Regions from separate parts of the Macaca mulatta genome. Here region 1 is linked to region 2. Evidence: chromatin contacts called from public Hi-C data. All regions are on one chromosome and are shown on one strand. The core of a region is the stretch at or near the end of the contact, and the rest is flanking DNA. Distances in the headings are between cores, read along the strand shown.

Region 1 (5,558 bases), core at 1,822-4,321, 52 kb before region 2:
CCAAGAGCTCCAGACAAAGATCCCCCAAAGAGAGCAGAAATAGATCACTCCCAAAGACTGTCCCAAACAGAAACCTCTCCAGGGGAAGCTCCTGACACAGACCCCCTCTCCATATACTGAGACCTACAATAAAAGACACCATAAGAGTGGGCCAGAGGGGCCTCCGCCACAGATTTTCCCACGGGGGAGCCCCCATATGAATGAGAGGCAGAGACCAGCCACCTAAAGCGGCCCAGGGGCGGAGGCCGATCCTAGCGCCGGACGAGCCTCGCCTCCCAGCTCCGTACCTCCCGGGGGCCCCGCAGCACCAAGCCAGGCCCTTGGAGCGCGCGGGGACCAGGGGAGGGGCAGCGCCGCCGCACAGGATTGTCTTCCTCCCGGGTCGGTGTAGGCTCTGCCGGGCCCCGCCCCCGCCGCCTGCCCTCTCCCCAGCTTCCGTCAGACAAGACGAATTCCGGCAGCGGAGAACGGGTGCGGACCGCGCAGCTCCCCCAGAGGTCGGCGGGGGAATGACGGCCACGACCTGGCCTGGGTGTGTGCGGGAACCCAAGGTTCTAGACTCCCTGGACGCGGGCCGCTGGTTGTCCTGGTGTCTCTGAGGCCCAAATGTTCTCCCTCTAAAGGCGATCAGGGTACAGTAACTCTTCGTTTACTCAATCATTCATCCGTCGAATGTTTTCTGAGCATCTTCTCTGTCTGTGCCATGTGCAGGGCCATATACTGAGAGAAAGTGGACGAGTTAGATACGGTGGCTGCCCATCAGAACTCACGGTCTAGAGAAGCTAGATGTCTAACAATTACTGAGGTGCTGTGGGGCACAGCAAAATGGCATTTAACTTTGAGTCAGCAGACACTGAAGAGCTTGGGGGAAAGGGTGTCCTAGGGTGGAGGAAACATGGCTACAAGTCATGGCATTTTCTGGAACTATGAGAACTTGGGTTCAATATTGGTGGTAGAAAGGACCTAAATACTGGTACTCAAATTAAATCATTAAAAAAAAATAAAAGAAACAGATAATCAAAGGCTTTGTGTGGTAGGCCAAAGAGATCAAACTGACGGCAATGGAAAGCCATTGCCAATGAAGTGACATGATCAGTCCCTGAAGAAGGTCACTCTGGCAGAAGAGGCAAGACTGGACAGAGATGAAATTAGGGACCGATTAGGAGACTATTGCTGTATTCCAAGTTTTTTTTTTGTTTTTTTTTTTTTCTGTTGCTTTGTTGTTGCCGTTTTTTGTTTTTAGGGACAGGGTCTTACTCTTTTCTCCATGCTGGAGTACACTGGTGTGCTCATAGCTCACTGTAGCCTCTAACTCCTGTGCTCAAGTGATCCTCCTGCCTCAGCCTCCCAAGTAGCTGGGACTACAGATGCATGCCACCATGCCCAGCCTATTCCAAGATTTAAAAATATGATGAGTGCCTGAATCGGGATGGAAAAACGGAGATGGATTTGGGAAATATTTGGTAAGAGAATCAACAAAACTGAGCAACAAATTGGAAGCCAAGAGTGAGGATGGTTTAATCCATTTAACAAGATATGGAATTTAGGAAAGATAATAATTACATCCAGCATTTGTTTTTTCTGTTGTTCAGGTGTAGGTAGACAATGAAAAGTTAAGTTTAAATATGGTAAGCTTTGGGGATTTGTGAAACATACAAGAGATATCCAGTAGATAGTTGGATATGCAGCTGTGGAAGCTGAAGAAAGGTCTAGGTTGGAGATATGTAGAGTTGAGAGTCATCAACAGATGGAAGTAAAGCTGTGGGAATAAATGAGTTGCCTTAGAACATAAAGTGGGAAGATGGTGAGACAGGTTGGCTAGCATTAGACTGGACTATGAGCCACTGACAGGCAGGGCAGGTGGTCTGTAAGTCTTGTGCCCTCACAACCTAGCACAAAGTAGGCGTTTTGGAAAGGGCTATTGAGTGATTGGCTCAACGAATGACCCCTCCTTTCCAACCTAGTAAGCTTGTCCTATCCCTCCCTACTCAGTGGTCGCTGTGGTTTCAGTTCCCTCCACACTGGGATAGGCAGGGTAGGAGCATTGGCACATGCTGTTTTCCTGGAAGAAACAGGTAAATCCTTTTAAAAATTCCTTTGCCCTCTTCTCATTTTAGCTACTCTTAGCTTTACATTGTAAAGCTACTCCTAATACGCCTCCAATTTAACCCCAGAAAGCTCCAATTCAATTCAGCTCCACAAATAGTGGCTTGGGTGAGGGAATAACAAGACAATTAAACTGTGCCCTTGTCCCCTGTGAGTTCTCAATCCAGACCGCATTCGGCAAGACAAGCGTGATGAGTAGAGAGTTTATATAAGAGGTAGGAGTAATGGGGACACAAGAGCAGGGACCTCACCCAGCGAGCTTCCTTATAAACTCCAGGGCAGGGTCTGGGGCGCCATGTGTCAGCTTTCCTAGGCTTAATGCTGAGATGGCACTCCCAGGCGGCTGACATGAAAGCAGCCTCGTAAAAGGGTCAGCGTCATTAGGGTGATGAACCAGTTGGTGTTTGGAGATCCGGAGTGGATGAAAGGCGCAGGATGAAGACGCCCTACGTTCCCCTGGCTTGATTGGGTAGGGCTTCCAGAGAACGATGAAAGCTGGGGGAACTGGGCTCAGAGTGGCTCTTGCCTTTCCCGGGAAGAAGCTGTGAACACACTCCAAGGTCGGAAAGGTAGCAGTGGGGACTCTTTCCCTACAGTCTTGGGTCACCTGGTCCCCACCCAACCCAGACTCCACGGAGCCTTTAAGGAAGACTCTCTAGGATTGGAAGTTGCTATGGCAACGAGGCTCTTGGAATACTGAAACCAATCAAGCCCTAGAGAGGCTACCACCCGTACACCTCCATTCCCATCCACGGGTAAAGTGGCGCCGCCTACGCACAGGCACAGTCCCTGGGCTCCCGCCCCGGCGCGGAGACCACCCTGGACATCCGGGGACGGGAGGCCGCTCTGGCCCCAAGCGGAGCCTCTCTCTGGTAGACGAGCCCGAGGGAGCCCTTCTGGGCGAGGCGCCGCTGAGCTGCTCTATGCTCCAACCGGAAGTGCTCTTCACCGCCGGCCTCCCACCCAGCTCTCTGGTCCCGGCGGTAAGATGGCGGCTGCCGCGGAGTGCGATGTGGTAATGGCGGCGACCGAGCCAGAGCTGCTCGACGACGAAGAGGCGAAGAGGTAACCGGGTAGCAGGGTAGTAGAGGAGGCAAGCTGCAGCTCCGTGGCTCAGGGAAACCCGTTCCTGCCATGATGCAGCCCCCAGCTGTTGAGGCGATGCCCCGCCCTACGCAAACCCCCCCCCAATCTGAGATCAAGGCCGGATGGACCCCCTGAAGGGGCGCTCTTGGGGGTCGGCCTTCCTCTCCCGCTTCCGCCTGGCGAAGGAGCTGAGGCATGGCCTTCTTCTCCAGCTGAGAGGACGATCGTCCTTATAGGAGAGCCCGAGTCTCGGAGGGCAATTTCGGAGGTCTGGTGCGAGGGGGGGGGGGCGGCGCGGCGTCGATGACGACTTCCTTACATCGCCCCTGACTCCCTCCTTCTCGTTAACTTCTGTGCATTGTTGCCTGTCTGCACTTTCCATCTCTAAAACCTTTGCTCTCCTCCCCCCGTTTTCCTTTTCGATCACTAGTCTGGGTTCGAGGTGATTGTGTGTCTCCATAATTGACCTGGTTGCCCCCGGTTATCCCAGAAGTCAAGGATGATAGAGAAAAAGGGAAGAGCGAGGGGCTTATCTCGTGTTCTCTGTGTCAGACTCCTCTTCCCCTATCCTTCCTGGGTGATCTTTATCCTTCCCAGCACTGTTCTTTCTTAAGTTAAGCACCAAGGAAGAGGGCAACTGCTTGGGCGCTGTTGGCACACCGAAGCAGCCGCAGTGGTTCGAGACTGCCAGTCGGACTAGCCAAGGGAGCTGCTGAGTGAGTGGTTTTCGAGAACGCTCTAGATTCTGGCAACAGGCCAGATTATTGGAAATGGGGTTGGGACAGAGTTGTGGGTAGTCATACGTGTTCTAATACTAAAGCAGAATTGACAAGAAGGTTCTAGAAGTTTGGAGCCCTTTCCTTATCAGCTGCAGGTTAATCTGACCCTTTTGTTCAAGATGCCTACAGTGCCCTCAGTCTTATTCCCACATACTTTATATTTTCATACCAAGCCCGTTATGTCTTCAGGCTGGGTAATTTGAGGTGGTGATGTAGAATTAGTTCATGAGATCTGAAATCAGGATTCTGAGATTTTTACTATCTGATGAGTTAGAAATATAAGAACGGAGGCCATGAATAGTTATCAAGCTTGAAGGTTGTTACCACAGCCAGTGTCTCAAGTTCCTGATCTGTTGGGAGCTGGGGGGCCTGACAAAGTGTAATAGGTCCCTGGGATATCAGAGAAGCCAGGACACCAGAGTCCAGTCTCTGTTCTTAATTTTGAGCTTTCATGTTGTTCCTGCTTCTTTCTAGATATTTAAAGTTAAGCATCATCAACCCTTATACATCATTAAAGAGCTGCAATGGGAAACAAAATTTCTCCCAGTGCAGACAGAGCTTAATTAATTGTAGAGAGTTACTTGGATTTGGAAAGAGTTCAGTGTTTCTTTATATTATAAATAGGGATTTGGCCATAGGTAATTTATTTATTTATTTATTTTTAATTTTTTGAGACGGAGTCTCGCTCTGTCGCCCAGGCTGGAGTGTGGTGGCATGATCTCAGCTCACTGCAAGCTCCGCCTCCTGGGTTCACACCATTCTCCTGCCTCAGCCTCCCCAGTAGCTGGGACTACAGGTGCCCACCATGCCCGGCTAATTTTTTTTTTTAATTTTTTTTTATTTATTTTTATTTTTAGTAGAGACGAGGTTTCACCGTGTTAGCCAGGATGGTCTCCATCTCCTGACCTCGTGATCCTCCTGCCTCGGCCTCCCAAAATGCTGGGATTACAGGCGTGAGCCACTGCACCAGGCTGGCCATAGGTAATTTAAAAAATTCATCCTACTCATTGTCAATCTCTGATGTAGAGTGTCCCTATTTTGGACTTCATTTCAAAACCTCCTATCTAAAGCAAATACATTTCTTCAATCACAGCCTTAGAGGATATTCTATCATAAAATTGGAGTAAATGAACCTGAAGACGCATAATAAAATAGGTTATGCTGTAATGTGACCACATCACACAAAACATGGTATTTTATAGCAGTACAACAAAATAAGGTAAACTACCTTATTACTTAAGTAGCCTGTAATCCCAGCACTTTGGGAGGCCGAGGCAGGTGGGTCAGCTGGGGTCAGGCGTTTGAGACCAGCGTGGCCAACGTGGCAGAACCCTGTCTCTATTAAAAATACAAAAATTAGCTGGGCGTGATGGCACGCACATGTAATCCCAGTTACACAGGAGGCTGAGGCAGGAGAATTGCTTGAACTCAGGAGGTGGAGGTTGCAGTGAACTGAGATCGTGCCATTGCACTCCAGCCTGGGTGACAGAGTGAGATTCCATCTCAAGAAAAAAAGTCGTTGATTGCAGAATGCAAATTATTTTATCTGTCACTAAGAAAATATAACTATAAATTAAACATGACAAC
Region 2 (5,746 bases), core at 890-3,389:
AGGGTGTCAGAGAGAAGAGGGCTAGAAGGAAAGGTGTAGTAGGAGGAAAGGAGCTCTGGGAAGCCCCCATGTTCCCAATGTGCTGCCAACTCCCCAAGGCTACCACTGGGACATACTGCTTGCCCCTGCCCGCTCTGAGGTGAGCCTTTCTCTGCCTCCTGCTGCTTCGTGCCCCACCCTATGGTCCTATGCCCACAGCGCCCTGTGCCCAGCAAGGTAGGCTTATGAGTAAGGCCCCACCCTGCCACCTACATTGTCGCAGCTCCTTCTTGAAGGCCTTGTGGTTCCCCAGCTCTTCCAGGAAGACCTGGCCGGCTTTGCGGAGGATCTCGGAGCTCTTCTTGGACAGGAACCAGCCGAAGTAGAGCGGCAGGAAGTCCTTCTCCAGCCCAGGCTTCAGCTTCTTCAGGTCATCAGCCGACAGCTGCCACTGGTTCTTCTCCTTGAGCTGGGCACAGTCCAGCCGCCACGCCGTCTTGGGCTCCACCAGCACCACCTGGTACTGGTACTGGTCGGCCATTTCAAAGAGCTGCTCCAGCCGTTCCCGCTCGTGGTTGGTGTCATCTAGCACAAGAATTCTGATATCCCGGCGGCGGCAGTAGGCAGCCAGGTCCTCATCGAGCCGCTTGTACTCCTCGGAGAAGGCTCCTCGAGCGCCGGGGGTGATCTTGTAAGCGTCGGCCGACACCATCTTGGTGCCATCACGGTACTTGTCCACGATGGCCCGTGCCAGCGTGGACTTGCCGCTTCCTGGCAGGCCGCGCAAGATAAAGAGCGTCTTGCACTCTTGCAGCGTGGCCACCGTGTCCTCATCCTGAAGGAAGGGAAACTGCAGCTCAGGCTTGTCCTTGGCCCCTGAGGATGACATCTTGCGGAAGAAGATCTTGGGCAGGAATGTGTGGCTTTTTCGGGAGAAGCCTCTGTTCTGTGTAAGGAGGGGAAGAGATGTCAGCCCAGGTCATTCGCGGGCTCCCCGCCGGCCTTACCCCTAGTCCCTAGACTGGGTGTGGGTGCCTTCCGAAGCAGGGCAGTGCTGGACCTTCTGTCCCTTTCGGTCCGGGAGCACCTTTCCGCTTCTGGTCGTGGAGGAGGAAGAGGGAAGCTTGTCTGAAGCTCTCCTAAGCGTGCGCTTTCCCCATTGCTGCCACCTCGGAAAGGAAAACGTGCTGGAGGCATGCAGGGCGTGCCAGGAGCCTGCGGTTCTGGGACTGGCCTCACTCTTATATGCTTGGCACCTACTAAGGACGTCTTCTTTGGAGGTGGGGGTCTCTGTGTCTGGGCCAAGCCACAGCTGCCACGGCTGAGTGCACAGAGAAGGGTGGGGAGTGGAGAAGGGTTACCCCAAGACTGCCTCCCTTCCCCCAACAATGGCCGCAAGAGATAATACTCTCTTGTCTGGCATGCGGGGACAATGGTCCCACAGAAGGGCTGGTGGGGGGCAGGGCAGGAGAGCACTGGACAAAGGCCCTCTTTCACCGAGCCTGCCACCTCCTCCTCTACCCTCTCCCGGCCCCCACAAAGTCGTGGTCTTTGTGCCTGTCCAGGACAAGGCAGCACAGGGCACCTGCAATCAGGATCCAGCTCTGCCCGCCGCTGTGCTGTGTGTCTGAACCGCCTCTCGGAGCCACTTGTTTTCCTATCTTCTAGAAGCCACAAGAGAGGGCAGCTTTTACCGTAAAGGGTCCCCTCCTCCGAACTGGCTCCGCCTCCCGCGCGCACCCGGGCGCGGGGCAGCGGTTCCGCGTGATGAGACGGTCCCGAGTCCCCTCTTGAGGAACGCTACCGTTTCCCTCTCCAGCGGCCTCTCCGGCACTCCGAACCCCCCGCCCAGCTTCTTCCAGACCTCAGGGCTGCCCTGAGTACCAAGACAACTGGAAGTCGAGCCCGGAGCCCCGGGTCCTCGTTTGCAAGACGCTTCCTGCCGAGGGGCCCCGACACTCGTTTCCTGCCCCGGTGCTACCCCGTGCCCGGCCCCGCCTGGCCTCTCACCATGATGAGGAGGGGCGCCGCCGTCGCCGCCTCTGTCGGCACCAGCGCTCCGGGGCCGCCCGCCTGCGCGGAGGGACACGGGAGTCCAGCGGTGGCACGACCCGAGCCCGGCCGCTTTACATAGCCCGGGGGCGGAGCGGGCACCCGGGCGGGCCGGGGCGGGCCGTCCCCTCTGCGCGCAGGCGCTGCGAACCGAAACCCGAAACTCCCGCCGCGCGCGGGAACCCCGGCCCGGCCCCGCCCCCTGCGCGCGCCCGCCGCGCCACGCGCACCCACTCACTGCGCCTGCGAGCTGGACGGCCGCTACCTTTTTCTGTGTGTCGAGGGGTAACTCAGTCGCCCTCCCCGGTCCCGTGGATTAGCAGGAAGTGAGTGAAGCAGGGTCGTGCAAGGTTGGATCCTATCTTTAATTTTTGATATTTTATTCATCATGGACTTTTGCATTAATTAAAAACTTTTTTTTAAACCACATTGGATTAAAGTATTATGCAATTTGCTGGCATCCCGGTAAACTCTGCATCTGAAATGCCTCACTGACCTCGTCCGGTCCCTGTGCCAGCCGAAAGTCAGTCTCAGCCCCGACCTTTCCTTCTAGAAGTTGTGGAGACAGACCAGGATGGCAATGGCCAAAGGGACAGATGAGTAACGGAGTGAAATCCTAACATCCTCTGAGGCCAGATGCTCAGCTGCCACCACCTCTGTGAAACCACTGAGAGCTCCGTTGGATTTTTGAGTTTCTTGTACCAAGTGCTGTGCTAAGCACTCAGTCCTCGCAGCAACCCCTGAGGCAGGTATCCCATTGTTCAGAGAAGCCAGCTTGGCGAGCCTGATTTACCTGATTGTGCCACCCAGAGTTGTCAGAGGTGGAGTCTGTCTGCCCTCCCAGGCCACTCCCCTATCTTTGGCCTCAGTCCCAGCATTCGCTTAGTTCTGGCTTGGGGCATTCTCCTGCCTGTGCTAGCTGGGGCCACCCCACCACTGTTCCATCCATAAAGCCTCCCGGTGTCCTGCGCACTGGAAGGACTCAGTCAGTCACCGGTGTCTGGGAAGCACCTCTCCTCCCAGGCCTTCCCCTCTCCTCCTCCCTGTGACTTCTCATTCCCTGAAGCTCCTGTATCTTCACCCTCCTGAAACCCTTTCTTCTTGGCACCTTTCTCTCCACGAGGCTCTTCCAAGAATGGGCAGGGGTGAGGAGACAAAGTGACAGACTCAGGGTTTGCAAGAGTGAAAGACACCTATTTAATGGCAAAATAGTGACGGAAAGCAGCACAAGTAAAACCCTCATTTTTCCTATTACAGATAAATCGCTTGAAAATCCAGTTTAATAAGATCCCGTTATCCCTCTGAACACCAACTTCCTGATCCTTATCCCTACCGGTGTCTTCATTCATACTCCTTTTCCATCTCATTTTCTGTTTTTTTCATTTCTCCTATTTCCCCAAATTGTGTTTTTCCCAGTTCTTCTGGCTCTCTTCTGCCCACTTCTGAAAGTTTATTTAGTTCTTCTGGTTCCTGTCTGCTGAACTCTCCTGAGAGTCTTTGGCCTAATTCTCCTGAAGGCCTCCTATAAATTTCTCTTGACTCTCTTCTGCCAGCTTCTAGTAGCTTCCTGCCTGTTTCTCCTGATCTTGTGCCTAATTCTCCTGACAGGCCCTTGGCAACTTCTCCCAAATCGCTTCTGGCTTTTCTTGCTTCCACACTCTGCTTTCCGCTTGCTGTGCTCTGCAGAGCTCCCCCAAAAGCCTCATCGTCCTCATCCGTCTCTCTCTCATCCTCAATATGGTCCCACTGCTTCACCACCTTCTCGGGCTCATCTCTCACTCTCCTCATGTCCTTCTCTGTTATTATTCTATCTTCATACAGTAAAGCTTCTGAAAAATAAGAGAAAAGTGGGAGGAAAGATAAAAGTTTGTTCATGTCAGGCCGGGTGTGGTGGCTCGCGCCTGTAATCTCAGCACTTCGGGACGCTGAGGCAGGCAGATCCCTTGAGGCCAGGAGTTCCAGACCAGCCTGGATGACACAGTGAGACCCTGTCTGTACTAAAAATACAAAAATTAGCCAGCCATGGTGGTTGGCGCCTGTAGTCCCAGCTATCTGGAGGCTGAGGCAGAAGAATCACTTGAGCCCAGGAGGTTGGAGCTGCGGTGAGCCAAAATCGAGCCACTGTACTCCAGCCTGGGTGATAGAGCGAGACCTGTCTCCAAAAAGGGAAAAAAAAAAAAAAAAGAAACTGTTCATCTTTGTGGAGGCCTGTGCTTTTGAGAGGCAGATGAAAGAAAGGCCCTGAGAATGACTGTTTTTGCTAGCTTTTTAAATTGGTGTTGACAGCACACCTTTCCAAAAGCAGAGAAAGGGAACCATCATTTACTGAGCCCAGCTCCGTCCCGCGCATCACGTGAGGACTGTATAGCTTATCCCATCCGGACATCAGGAAAATGCGCACTGCCGTTGATTTGAGTTTGCAGTCAAGGGACCTGAGACTGATAGGAAGGAAATCACATGGCCGGGCGGCATGGCTCATGCCTGTAATCCCAACACTTTGGGAGGCCGAGGCGGGTAGGAGGCCAACAAGGTGAAACCCCGTCTCTACTAAAAATACAAAAATAAGCTGGGCGTGGTGGCGGGCGCCTGTAATCCCAGCTACTTGGGAGGCTGAGGCAGGAGAATCGCTTGAACCCAGAAGGCGGAGGTTGCAGTGAGCCAAGATCTTGCCATTGCACTCCAGTCTGGGCAACAAGAGCGAAACTCTGTCTCAAAAAAAAAAAAATTGGCCGGGCGCGGTGGCTCAAGCCTGTAATCCCAGCACTTTGGGAGGCCGAGACGGGCGGATCACGAGGTCAGGAGATCGAGACCATCCTGGCTAACACGGTGAAACCCCGTCTCTACTAAAAAATACAAAAAACTAGCCGGGCGAGGCAGCAGGCGCCTGTAGTCCCAGCTACTCGGGAGGCTGAGGCAGGAGAATGGAGTGAACCCAGGAGGCGGAGCTTGCAGTGAGCTGAGATCCGGCCACTGCACTCCAGCCTGGGCGACAGAGTGAGACTCCGTCTCAAAAAAAAAAAAAAAATTAGCCCAGAGTGGTGGCATGAGCCTGTAGTCCCAGCTACTCAGGAGGCTGAGGCAGGAGAATCACTTGAACCTAGGAGGCAGAGGTTGTAGTGAGCCGAGATTGCAGCACTGCACTCCAGACTGGGTAACAGAGGGAAACTCTGTTTCAAAAAAAAAAAAAGCCGCAGTGGCTCACGCCTGTAATCCCAGCACTTTGGGAGGCTGAGGTGGAGGTTGCAGTGAGCCGAGATTGCACCACTGCACTCCAGCCTGGATGACAGAACAAGACTCCGTTTCCAAAAAAAAAGAAAAAGAAATCACACAATGGTCACACTGCAAGTAAGAAATGGCAGAGTCAGAATTTGAACCCAGGACAGTCTGACCCCAGAGAACCTTCTCTTTTCTCTACAAGAAATAGCGTAGGTGCTGGCAAACAACAGAAGGGTTTTCTCCAGCATCTTCATTCTGACACTTTCTCTTTGTCCCTGGGAAGCACGTTCATTATTTGTTGGGAGGTTTCCTATGAAAATATAGGAAAAAACATAGGAAAAAAGATAGGGTTCCTATAAAGATATAAGCTGCTAACAAAAAAGTTCAGCTGACGAGTTATTTTACAGGCAAAGGGATCCTTGCTCCTAAATGTTTTTTTTTTTTTTTTTGAGACGGAGTCTCGCGCTGTCGCCCAGGCTGGAGTGCAGTGGCCGGATCT

The links. Hi-C and Micro-C count contacts between places; a contact is called where the count stands out from the background.
Region 1: a Hi-C map of cortical neurons shows a contact between it and region 2, with 4 times the contacts expected there. The contact joins the promoter of DNAJC7 here to the promoter of CNP in region 2. A contact is called at or near these places in 3 of 14 Hi-C or Micro-C datasets (CD4 T cells, cortical neurons and liver).

What each region holds. Positions count from the first base shown.
Region 1 is chr16:66,357,044-66,362,601 of T2T-MMU8v2.0, reverse strand. It overlaps DNAJC7 (DnaJ heat shock protein family (Hsp40) member C7), which reads left to right and starts at 3,071. Exons shown (of 14, transcript NM_001261251.1): 1 at 3,071-3,171. The coding sequence starts at 3,095. NKIRAS2 (NFKB inhibitor interacting Ras like 2) reads right to left here and starts at 2,933. Exons shown (of 4, transcript NM_001194812.2): 1 at 2,885-2,933. It overlaps LOC144335717 (a long non-coding RNA gene), which reads right to left. Exons shown (of 2, transcript XR_013406839.1): 1 at 5,232-5,558; 2 at 3,076-3,791.
Region 2 is chr16:66,304,364-66,310,109 of T2T-MMU8v2.0, reverse strand. It overlaps CNP (2',3'-cyclic nucleotide 3' phosphodiesterase), which reads right to left and starts at 2,139. Exons shown (of 4, transcript NM_001035528.3): 1 at 1,990-2,139; 2 at 253-925. The coding sequence starts at 1,992. It overlaps ODAD4 (outer dynein arm docking complex subunit 4), which reads right to left. Exons shown (of 11, transcript XM_028836483.2): 11 at 3,205-3,860. The coding sequence ends at 3,845. It overlaps LOC144335718 (a long non-coding RNA gene), which reads left to right and starts at 4,177. Exons shown (of 3, transcript XR_013406840.1): 1 at 4,177-4,684.